2 separate regions of the Mus musculus genome follow, and region 1 is linked to region 2. The links are chromatin contacts, called in public Hi-C maps. All regions are on one chromosome and are shown on one strand. Each heading gives the region's core, a stretch centred on a gene start, on an enhancer-like site or on the middle of the called end of the contact. The rest is flanking DNA. Distances are from core to core; before and after follow the strand shown. Region 1 holds the start of Alkal1 (ALK and LTK ligand 1). Region 2 has its middle 67 kb from the start of 4732440D04Rik.

Region 1 (6,392 bases), core at 2,392-4,891, 77 kb before region 2:
CCAAAGAATGACAAACAAAAATATCACAACCAAAAGTCTGTCAAAGTGACCTCAGATATTGTTGCATGCCTAATTCAATTGGAAGATGAATTCGTGAATGGCAGACAGGCTCTAGGCAAGAAGGGAAGGCCATAGGTCGTTAATCACCAGTGTTCCTGAGAGCCAAGCAACCTACCACCACCTCCACCCCTGATCAAACAATTCTAGGGAAGGAATCCTGGCTGGGAACTCTTGTCCCAGGCTTTGTATTTACTGTCCCTTCTGCTTAGGAATGGCCCTCCCACCTCCAGCCTTGCTTCTGATTTAGGAAAGGAAGCTGGCTAACTTACTGAAAAGGAACAATGTACAACTCCATGCTGTGGTGCTGTGAAATACATCATTGGCCTTCCTGGTGTACAAATCAGAAACTGCTTGGAATCTTGGCAAAAATAGTGTGTTAAGAAGAGACTGAGGACCGGCAGCTTCTGAATAGCTTCAAGATAGGTCTGATGGGTTAGCTGACCACCAGTACCCCGTGATTCAATCTTATTATGTAATAAAGCCACCACAAAAACTCAAAAGCACCAAGTTTGGAGTTTTTGAATAGTTGAACATAAAGATTTACTTGGAAGGGGTGGGGTGGGATGTTTGCTCACCCATGCCCCTTCCCCTATGCCGTATCTACTGTGCATATTTTCACTTTTATGAGCCATTGCAGAAAATTAGTGGAAATCTGAGGGGACAGTATGGGAACCTTGATTCTTACTTAGCTAGAAGCTCAGAATCACAAGTAAAACCACCCAGAGTTTGCAGTTGGCAATGGAGGCAGTGACAGTCTTAGAGACAGTCCTCAGCTTGTAGGTTCTGACTCTCATCTTCAAGAGATGGTAAATGCCAGAACCAAGTTAAATTAGAACCCCAGCTGGTGTTTACTGCAGAACTGCTTCTGTGGTGTGCAGGAAGATCCACCACAATGCAGTGCCAGAGATGATCTGTGTGGTCAAAGTACCAGAGGAGAAGCTGCATTTGAGGTAGTTTTTACAGGTGCAGAAAGAATTCCAGAGAAAAAAAAAAAAAAAAGAAAGAATTCCAGAACTTAAGCCTAAAAACACAGGCAGGGACACAAGAGACTTCTGCTACTCTCACACGATTACCCAGTGGGAGTTCCAGGACATTTTAAACCACCCCTGAACTCGTTTTTTTTTTTTCACCAGCTGAGGCTGGGTAACATTACAGGTTCTACTTTAGACTAACAGAGGGCAACTGCAGGCTTGCTCAACATGGATGACAGTCGTTGGCCTCGAGGACTTGGGAGACGCTTCCTCCTGGATGAATTATGACCACTTACCGCTCCTATGAAAACTTCCCGATGGGAACTTGTCTTCTCTGCATTCATGTCCTTGCTTTTCCTTGATCCATGTCAAGAGTTCCATTCATAGACTCAGATGTAACCAGTCACCCTCTCTCTCCCCATGTAAACAAGATACAGTAATCAAAAGATGAGGCCACCTCAAACAGCTGTAGAAAGCAATAAATTTTGAGGGTGAGTCATAGCTCATTTTCTTTGAGGCTATACGGTTTTTACATCTTCTTTGTCATTTGGGAGGAGAATTGCTGGTTGAATCTAGGCCCGCATGTGTTCTAGGATATAGTTCTACCACTGAACTATATCCCCCAATTTTCTCCAATGTCTTTAACCAGAGAAATCGCATTAAACTAAAATAAAACAGGTAAAATTCATGTGTTACCATAAGTGATTTTGCAATTTGATGTTTTTCTCACGTTCCGTTTGTATTCTAAAGCAACACTAGTACCTGAGATAAATAGTTTTGTTAGCAATAATTTTCAAGTCAAAGGGTATAATAATGTGAAAGCATCAAGGTATGACTCCCCCATACTGAATGCCCCTACTGCCTTATCTGGAGAGCTTCCAGATAAATAGGTTTGGTCTATATCCCCTTACTAGCCTTCCATGTCTTTCTGTCACTTCCCTCTGCTTCTCTCCCTGCCTGGCTCACTCAGTCTGTGTATGTGCACGCCCCTACTCTCTCTCCCTCAGACATGTAGTGAAGGACAGACACACTTGTCCTCCTATCCATCTTCTTGATCTCAGTTCTCTGCAAGGTATGTACCTGGGAAGGAATTTCTCACTAGAAGCTATAGGGTGACTGGGAATATATTTATATCATAACTGGTAAAATAGGTATGGGTCACCTCTTAGCCCAGAACTTGGGATGTGAAGGCAGGAAGATTTCTGCAAATTCAAGGACAGCCTGAACTATAGATTGAGTTCCAAGTAGTCTGAACTATGGAGTAAAACTTCAAGACAAAACAAAACCAGCTAGAGTGAGAGAGAGAGAGTGAGAGAGAGAGAGAGAGAGAGAGAGAGAGAGAGAGAGAGAGAGAGACTAAGAAATCCTCACCTCTTGTTTTCTTTAAAGTGAAGCCTGAGCTACTATGGTAGTATATGCCAATAATTCTAAGGCTGACCCAGGAGGCTGTGAAGCGGGGGCTACAAAGTGCGACTCTGCTTCAGACAAAAGGGAATTAAAATGAATGGAGGGAGAAGAAAAGGAAGGAAGAAAATAAGGCTCAAGGAAGGAGCAAGAGAGAAAGGGAGAGAGGGTGCAGAAGAGGCCTTGGGTGCAGTGGTATAATTAACCCAAGCCACCCCTGTGCTTGCTTTGTTCTCTCAGCAAGTTCAGTGAAGGCCAGGGAGACAGGCCCTTTGCTCCAGCTTCCCCTTGCTCTGACTACAGGCTTATGCAAAGATACTCCAAAGTGGCTTTTCTCTTCCTCACCACCACCTGCCAGCCTCTTACACTGCTCCCAGCAATCCTTTCTCTACACCTCCTGTTCCCCTTGCCTTTTCATTCACACATCTCTGTGTGTAGGTGTCTTGCGGTGCTGGTTCTCTATCCTGACAACTTTTCCTACCTTCCTCCTAAGCATCTTGATAGCAGGAATGTCCAGACTTGACATTGGAAGAGATTGTAGCGTTTAGGGCCCATCTAACTGATCCAGGGGCAAAAAAGATCGAAGCAGCCTCAGCCGTGGCAGCTCCCTGAAATTCCCACTCTGCCTGAGGAGTGCCATGTTAGTTAAACCGCAGAAGACCCAGAGAGATCTCTGGACGGTGATCTATTGTCACATACATAGATTGTCCATCATCCTGAAAGGCAAGGTTGCGACCCGAGTCTTTCCACAGTTGGGTTAATGTATTTCCAAAAGACCTCCCACAGTTAGGAATGAGGCATATAAAGCTGATTTTTTTCCCCCCAGACGAATTTTGTTGTTGAAGACTGAACCAAGGCAAATATAGTCAACCTGTTATTTCCTTCCCAGGGAAAAGATTCCCAGGAATCTACAGGTGTCCACCCTCTGCTCTACTTAATTCAGCCTTCCCGACAGCAGCTTGCCCAGCTATAAGAGTGGTTAGACTGTAGAAAGGGCAGGTCAGGGGTCATACAGGGCTTACCTGTGCTCCGGGAGGCTCTGGGAGGCAGGCGAGTCCCTGTCACAGGGAGGAAGAGCTCTGGCCTGAGCTCAGCGACACGCGCTGCCAAGCTTCTCTGGGGCCGCCCCTGAGTCCCAGGCGGGGACAAAGCCAGCGCCAGCAGCAGCAGTGCGGACACCGGGGTGCTGGGCTTAGTGAGCCACATGGCCTCCGTGTCCGTAGCTGGGAGCGGCAGGCTGGGGCGGCAATGGAACTTGGAGGCGCGGGTGACTAGGTCTAAACGCTCTAGGGCGCTGGGCGGGGACCGGAGGCGGGGCGGTGCTGGGGGACCAAGAGAACCCAGGACGAGGGTATGTCGGGACACAGGACCCTCCGGAGCTCACGCAGCTTCCGGGGGGATCTTTTCCTCGGCTTCAGGATGTGGGGCAGAGACAGGACCAAGTCGCACCGGCGAGTCACAAGTTCTATCCGGCTCTGTCTCATGCCTTAATTGTGGGTCTCTGGGTCATGGCTTCCGTTGGTCCATGGGATCGAAAGCAACTTGTAGCTCTGGACACAAGAGAGCGGGATGGGGTTTCTGCTGGCAGAGGCAGGGTGCAGAGCTCTTGGATCATGAGCTCCGCAATGCCACAGAGCTGGCCAGGTGAGCATTCCCGCTGTCCCTGAGTCCAGAGTCCCCATCGGTCAGAGACCTAGAGGAGGCAGAGCCTCCCCTAGAAAGTCAAAGGATTTATAATCGGGACAGCAGAAGCCATGAGTGGCCACACCGGGGCACAACTACCTCTGTACTGGAGACTAGAGATCTTCATGGCTGGTTTTTTTATTTGCCTGTTTTTATCTATCTATCTATCTATCTATCTATCTATCTATCTATCTATCTATCTAACTATCTATCCTCTATCTATGTATCTATCTATCTATCTATCTATCTATCTATCTATCTATCTATAATTATGGGACTCTTATCACAAAGTTTTGTCGGTGTTAATATCAAAGAATGGGAGAGGATAAATTCATTCGTTTAAAATCAAGAGTCTTAGATGAAGCAGTACTTTGTCAGTTATGATTTGAGCCATTTTGTCTGCCTGACTTAAGTATACATATCAACATGCCCATGCTTGATTATTAATTACCCTCTCATAACTGAGGGGGATGGAAAGGCTCTGTGGTTCTCTAATCATTGATTGGCTCGAAATTTCTCTTCAAAGAGACCTGTGTGTCTCAAACTGAAAATAAAAAATCTCAATTTACTCAAGCATTACGTTTTCAAGCATGCCCAGGAAATTGTAGCAGGAGGCACAAAACACTTTTATAAGAGCTTTATAAAGTCATGCCTTTGACTAGAACTCTTTCAAGAAAGTTGTTGTGCAGACTTCCCACTCAGAACGCTTGAGGAAGCAGTAAGCGAACCATTGATTCCTAAGCAAACACCATAGCATGTTGATGCTCCCATTCCCAGGCAGCCTTAAGAGTCCTTAGCAGAAGGAACAAACTTTCTCACGTCTTAAGTGAAATGCTGAGAAATTACAAGTTCACAGACATGAACAAGAATTTCACATTTAAATTTAATTAGAAATATCAGATCGGAAGTTTAGTATTACTCTGGAACACAAGGCGCAGGGAGTGGGGGGTGAGTGAGGGTGGAGACCAGAGTGTGAAATAACACTGCTAGAGAAAATACAGAAGTGACAGACATGAACCCCCAAGTCGCTAGGAGGGAAAAAAAAGCATGAGAGCTGTTTTTTTCTTCTTAGTGCCAAAAGGAAGGTAAGAAACCAAGAAACTCTTGACAGGTGGTCTGGGACTTGTTGCTTGGGTTTGGACAGTGTGAAACAGGGCAAGATTCTCTCTCTCTCTCTCTCTCTCTCTCTCTCTCTCTCTCTCTCTCTCTCTCTCTCTCTCAAAAAAACTTTATTCCTTTTTCTTTTTTACTTTTCTCTCATATTACATTCCAAACACAATTTCCCCTACCTTCCCTATCCCACTCCCTCTCACTCCCTCCCCTCTCCCCCAGAGCCACTCTGCCTCCATTTTTCATCAAAAAAGAGCAGGTCTCCCAGGAATATCAACAGAACATGGCATAACTTGTTACAATAAGACTAGACACATACCTTCATATCAAGGTTGGATGAGGCAACCCAGTAGGAGGAAAAGAGTTCTAAAAGCAGGCAAAAGGGTCCAAGACAGCCTCTGCCCCCACTGTTAGAAAACAGCATAATAATTTTGTCAAAATGAGCAAATTGTCTGCACCTCTCTGTTGTAGGGCTTTTCTTTGTGATTTCTTGCTGTTTCCTTGAGTGCTACCTGTTACCAAATGCTAGTATGTTCAAGTGGCTACTCGAAGTTTCAGCTTAGATCTAATCTCACAATAGTTGCTAACTTCCTTCATGTGATATTTTGTATGTAAATAATGAGTGTTCTGTTTAGAAAAGGACACTTAGTAACTGTGGTGGTTTGAACCAGAATGGTCTCAATAGGCTGATAAGTTTGAGTGTTTGAGCCCTAGTTAGTGGAACTGTTTGATGAGGATTAGCAGGTGTGGCCTTGTTGGAAGAAATGTGTCACTAGGGGTGGATTTGAGGTTTCAAAAGCCTACACTATGCCCAGTCTAAAGCACAATCCACTGGCCCTCTCCAGTCCTTGTCCCTTCTCTCCATTCCCCTCTCTCTCTTTTTTTTTTCTGTCTGCAACTTGTGGATCATGTGAGCACTTACTGTTCCAACATAATGCCTGCCTGCTACCACTATCTTCTTCACCATAATGATCATGGACTAACCCTCTAAAACTGTAAGCTAGTATTTCTTTTAAAAGTTGTTTTGGTCGTGGTGTCTCATAACAGCAACAGACCAGTAACCAAGACGATAACTCATTTTTAAAATAATTCTGTTAGCTTGTTTTATAGGCAGTGTCTCACTCTGTAGTTCAGAATAGAATGAAACTCAATAACAGACTAGGG
Region 2 (5,996 bases), core at 3,350-5,849:
ATTTGCTTCATTGTGGAAGACTGTGTAAGAAAGCAGTGAACTTACTCTGAACTACAAATGCGACAGGGTATAGAATGTGGCCTTCTATGCCAGGTGGTCTTCTAGAAAGAATTGTATAAACTATGATAAGTGAATGCACTTGAAGTCAAGGACATGAAGAGGGTGCCCTGACATGTGCACATTACCTCTGTAGGAACAACAAAGGCAAAGAATATTCTTGGCTCTTTTCACATGGCCAAAGATAATAAAACATAGCGCCAGGTGTATTCCCATCCTGAACTTGTGTTTGCTAAGGCTGACTGTAAACATCATCTCACGTATTGCTTGCTTTAGTAATAAATATGAGAAGTTCATTGTTGTTCTTGTTGTTGTTGCACTTCTCTTGAGCTCAAATGCCTGAAGTTCCCTGGTGACCCTACACAGATCTTTTGGGATATCCTCAGTGGAGACCGCCTTGCTGGCTCAGACAGGTCAACACTTCATTGAAATTCACTCTTTTCTAAAAACAAAACAACATAAAACAAAACAGAACAAAACAAAAACCCCATGGTTCATTGAGATGGCTCAGGGGTAAAATACTTGAAGCCAGATGTCCTGAATTCTAAGTAGGGTCCTGGGGATCTACAAGGTGGAAGGAGAGAACCAACTCTCACAAGTTGTCCTCAAACCTCTGTTCATTCACCATGGTATCATGCAGCTGCACACCATGCCTGTATACATCCACACAAACTCACACCACAATCAACAAATGTAATAAAAATGTAAAAGAATTGCAAAAACAGATTCTAGGGTTTTTTAGAGAGTTCCTTAGCAATTTAAAAATATTTTGACCTACATATACATTGGTTAAACTTATTTTCCCGATATTCTGTGCATACCTCTGGCTATAAAAAGTGACATATTTGCATTATTTTGGAGTATGAGTGAGGCAAGGAGCAGATTTGATTTATTTTGAGAAGTAATGCGATGTCTTCCCATCTGAGCTGAGACAGCAGGTAGATTTTCTTAATGTCCCCTCGATACCCTGTGGAAGAGCATCAGTAGAGTCAGACTCCTTCCCTTTGATGTGCTGCAGACTTAGGTGGTACTTCAGCTGGAGCCAGGGGCAACAGAAGAGAGCCTGCAGTCAAGAGCTGGAGGACAGTGGTGCTGGGGCTGGGTCCCTATGTACTACTCTGTGGCACTCCCAGAAAGATGGACCTGCCTTTAAAAGTTCAAACCAAGGGGCAGGAGAGAGAACTCTGTAGTTAATAATCTTTACTGCTCTTCCACAGAACCAGAATTTGGTTCCCAATACTCATGGCTGGCAGCTCACAGTTCTTTGTAACTATAGTTCTGTGGGAGCCAACACATTCTTTTGGCCTCACAGGGAGCTTTACACATGTGTGCATAAACACACACACACACACACACACACACACACACACACACACACACACTAAAAATATTACAAAACAAAAAAATCAAAATAAACTAGTACTATAGTAGATACCTGTAATTTTAGCACTCAAAAAGCAAAGGCAGGAATGTCATGAGCTTAAGGCTTGTCTCTAAATAAACAAAGAAATAAAAATATACCACTATATAATATCCCTGGCCTAGGCTTCATCTATGCTATATGGTACATTTTTAATTTGGATTTTTAAAATAACAAATGATTCATTTGAACAATGTCTTTTGTAGGGATGAAATATTCTTCCCCAAAGATTCATGTACTGAAGTTTTTAGAAAAAGTTGAAAGTCCTCCCTAGATAGAGGATAGGTTACTGGGTACAGTTGTTGAGCACTGTACTCTGCCCTAGATGCCTAGCCTCTGTTTCCTGTCTTTTGGAGTGAGCAGTTCCTGCCTTGTGCCCTGATTATCATGGCCTTCTGCTGTACTGCAGATCTAGATTCAAGAGCCAACGAATAGACAGGAACTAAAACAAATAATCACCATTTAAGATGTTTTGCCGTGGCATTTGATTACAACAATATAAAGGTAATTAACATCACTTATGATCAACCTCTTTGAGGTTCAGCAAATGTATAGGGGGAAGCACACTGAAGGATGCTACTCAGATCGAAAAACATGGTAAATCTGCTCCACAAGTTAGTGCAGATCCTTGAAATGTTAGAAAAGAGATTGATAGCCAAAATATTTTGGAATCAAAATCCTTAAATATTAATAGAAACAATATCAAGAGAAACCAGGGGGTCTTATATGCTTGTTAACAATATATTTGGGAAGTGGGACATGACTAGAAACAAAACCATATAGATACCTACGGGAAAATGAACCTTATAAACTGGACTCAATGAAATGGCCAGCAGGAAAACATTCAATGTATGGGACTTTTACATGGAGGCAAAAGGAAAGCAGAATACAATCTCAAGAACTATAGTTCTCTTGAGAAAATAAAGTCAACATAACAATAAAACACATGCTTAAAATACATTCAATATATTTTCTACAGGAAAGCAAAATAAATACAAAAAGATAAAAAAATTATGTTAGATACTATGAATAGGGAGAAAATGAGGGTAGGATTTAAAAATTATATATTTATATTACATATTATATTATGTATATTATATATATGCAGAGAGATAGTAGAGAGATAGATAAATAGAGTTTTTTGAAATAAGGTCTCACACTGCCCAAGTGGACCTTGAACTAGCTATATACAGTTGAGGGAAACCTTAAACTTCTGATCTTATGCTTACATCTTTGAGTGTGTGGATCTCAGGCATAAATTGCCCCACTGGCTTATGCACTGCTTGGGATTAAACCCAGGTCTTTGAGCATGTTAGCTAAGATTTCTACCAACTGAGCTACATCCTCAGAAAAAAATGAAGGTAAAAGTATCACAGAAAACAAAACTAAATGGTAAATATGTGAAAAAGATAAAATAATTACAAACAAAATCCACCTAACAATAAAGTCTCTAATACATTTGTCAGGACTATGAGTCAAATATGCAAAAAAAAATTCAATGTATTGATCCTCTTTATACGTGTATCTTTTTTTTTTTTGATCTGTGTAAGAAATTTGTTGGTTTTTTTTTTCCTCAAATATACGATGGTATTTTCCTATTTTCTTCTACATGTTTTACTTTTCACATTTACTTCAACAATACATTTCATAAACATTTTTATGTGTTTCAGATAAAGTTTGTGGCTACAGTACATTCAAGGTTGAGAGAAATGGGTTTTAAAAAACAAACTGTATATATTAAAGTTGTTTTCTTTGGAATCCATTTTTAAAGCAATTCTGTTAAGTAGATACCCTGTTCCTTACAGCAGGTTCTGCAAAAGACACTGGAATTTTCTATAGGAAACAAGTCGAGATTTTTCAAGGAAGGTGATGATGAAGTTTGGTAATGGGCACCGATGCTGTGGGATCTCTGATAAGCCTAGCCAAGGTAAAGGATGGGATCCTAATGGGAACTGGAAGTGGCTGACTGCAGGTTCTCGTCAACTCAGCTTCTGTGTGGCCTTCAGTGTGTGTCCTGATCTTTAGACATTAACATCTTTGTGTTTTGTCCTATAATGTGTGAATGGTTTACCGTGTTTGCTCTTACCCAGAATATTCCTTAAAGCAAAATGTTTATTTCTTTCAAGTACAAAGTCTGGTCAGAAAATCAAGTTTCTTGTAAGTGTAGGATTTATCTGAGCAGCTCAAATTATCATGAGAAGCCCATGGAGAAGACATTGTCACTCTGTCATTTTCCATGACTCATGAACCATGTCCTTTACAAGAAATGGTTGTTTTCTTAATCATGAAAATCACTGTCGATTCCAGTAACACCCACTGTGGTTTGCTACTACAGTGAACTTTGTAGGGTTGTTTTATTTTTTTTGTAGGTATTCATGTGTACTTGTGTGTACAAGTGGCATACTTTAATATGAACATGAATATGGATGTTGAAGATACATCACACGTCCTCCTCAGTTGCTTTCCACTTTATTTTTAATCAGGTCTCTTACTGAAGCTGCCTCACTGACTCAGCTAGTCAGGCTGGCAATAAACTTCCGGGATGCTACAGTCTGTGTCCAGCACTGGGATTACAGGTATTTGCTGCTATGCCTGTCTTTGTTGTTGTTGTTGCTGCTGCTGCTGTTGTTTTGTTTTTGTTTTTATTTTTGACATGGGTATTTGAGATCTGAACTCAGTTCCTCATATGTGGCAAACACTGTATCAAGTGAACCATCTCCTCAGCTGTTGTCTCCGGCCAGCAGATCACAGGTCTGGGTTCTAGCCTGGAGAGGCATTCTGGAAACCTGGAAGAGAAGAGGGGCTAGGCGGCGAGATAAAGACGGAACCAAGACAAGGCTCTGCTCAAGGTTCAATTTTACTTCTCCGACACTCCATTATGAAGGAAGCGGAGGGGCCGACTCCCGCCAAATAATCTTGGAGTAAGGTTGCAGGTGAACACGTGATGGCTTCAGAACAGCAAAGCGGCAGGCTCCAGCAGTGGGCGTGGCAGAAGGATTGAGCGGCAAGCTCCACCCCTGAGCAAGCAGGTTTCAGGCTGGGGGAGGGGAGACTACACTCAGCCCCTTTCTTTGTGGGCTTGTCTGTTAATTTTAACAATGGGATCTGAGTACCCTAGGTTGAATTTGAATGTGGTTTTCTACTTGCTTCAGCCTCCAGAGTGCTGTGATCAGAGGTAGATACTCCCACTTCTGGTTTACAGTAATCTTGAATACGTGATCTTCCATCTTGTAGTTATATTTGGGACTCAGTCAGAATAAATGTTTTATATTTCCCTGCACATGAGCACTAAAAAGTCACTTTAATGTCAGGCATTATTTAATGGGAATTTTCTAAATATCATTCTAATATGCTTTTACTGTCAGCATCTGTACTTATAAAATAGAAATGCTATAAGCTGTTAAAAGTGCTCAAAATTCAAGATATGTATAAATAATCTGGGCCACTCCCAATTCCATGTGGATTTATTATATTTAAAAATATGCATGAAGAATATACTCAGAAAGCCAGATAACCTCTCTACCTGGGAAAAAGAAGTGAAAAAAAAAAGTGGATAAGTAACTGGCAAACTGGAGGAGCGGCCTATGGTGGTGCCGCTTCTAAAAGAATGAGCAGCTCAGCCAAGACCAAGGCTTGTCAGAGGCAGAGGGTCCAGAAGAAGGGCCATGAGACAGGTAGAGAAAGATGAAGGTCTCCGTAAGTAGGAGTTGCCAAGGGAGTTCTCCATAAGGACAGATAGCTACAGCAAAGCAAGCCAGGGAGAGACTAAATACCAGTAAGTTGGGGCATGTGGCTGGGAAGTAGTTAGGTAAGCATAGAGGGTTAGAAAAATTAGTCAATTGTGCTTAAAGCTTGTTGAATAAATATTTCAATAGGTCTCAGACTCAATTATTTGGGAGCTAGCCAGGTTAGAAAAAACTTTTAAGCTTCATCCAATATCTACTTTCCAACAGGGATACAGAATTTATTAATATTTTTCATAGCAACCTATTACTTACAAGTGTGGTGTACATTTATAAAAAAATAACAAAATTAATACATGAATACTTACTCATGAGAGTATTCAGAAAACTAAACATATTTGTAGATTGTAATAGCTCTTTCTATAAAAGTGATAAAAGTGATGACTATTTCTTGAATACAACCATGTCCTTTCAATTTATTACATACACAATAATGTTACATGCTGAACCTGAAATATCCTCTGAAGGATCAAATTTTGAACACTTGGGCCCAGATATTTTGGGAGAGTTCTGTACGTAGACTTTGTCAAGTAGAAATGAGCTGAAAGTGGTGAGTTCCTGGAGGAAAGTTCTCAGGGACATGTTATCCCTGCCCCTTTCATGCTTCACTCTGTTTCTTGGTCAGCTTAATATGAACAACTTTACCAACATATTCTTGCTTTTATGATCTGAGTTTCTCCTACCATGAAGACGGGAGTCAAAAGAATTCTGTCAGGCATTCTGTTACTGCATTGCAAAAGGTCAATAAATCCTACCTAGCTCTTGATGTTCTGGCC

Evidence for each region. A called contact is a pair of places that touch in the nucleus more often than the background predicts.
Region 1: a Hi-C map of embryonic stem cells shows a contact between it and region 2, with 2.0 times the contacts expected there. The contact joins the promoter of Alkal1 here to the enhancer-like site in region 2. A contact is called at or near these places in 1 of 15 datasets of contacts at CTCF or cohesin (the NIH/3T3 cell line), 4 of 484 Hi-C or Micro-C datasets (bone marrow-derived macrophages, embryonic stem cells and nephron progenitors), 1 of 115 datasets of contacts at active chromatin or transcription factors (embryonic stem cells) and 1 of 9 other capture datasets (adipose tissue).

What each region holds. Positions count from the first base shown.
Region 1 is chr1:6,356,580-6,362,971 of GRCm38.p6, reverse strand. Alkal1 (ALK and LTK ligand 1) reads right to left here and starts at 3,641. Exons shown (of 5, transcript NM_001195732.1): 1 at 3,458-3,641. The coding sequence starts at 3,641.
Region 2 is chr1:6,281,089-6,287,084 of GRCm38.p6, reverse strand. No RefSeq gene overlaps it. Among named protein-coding and RNA genes, the nearest start is that of 4732440D04Rik, 67 kb to the right of the region's middle. Within about 2 kb of position 4,599, at least 19 of the 459 cell types and tissues checked have an H3K27ac peak or open chromatin away from gene starts, as enhancers often do. A contact at or near this core is called in embryonic stem cells, where this site is marked.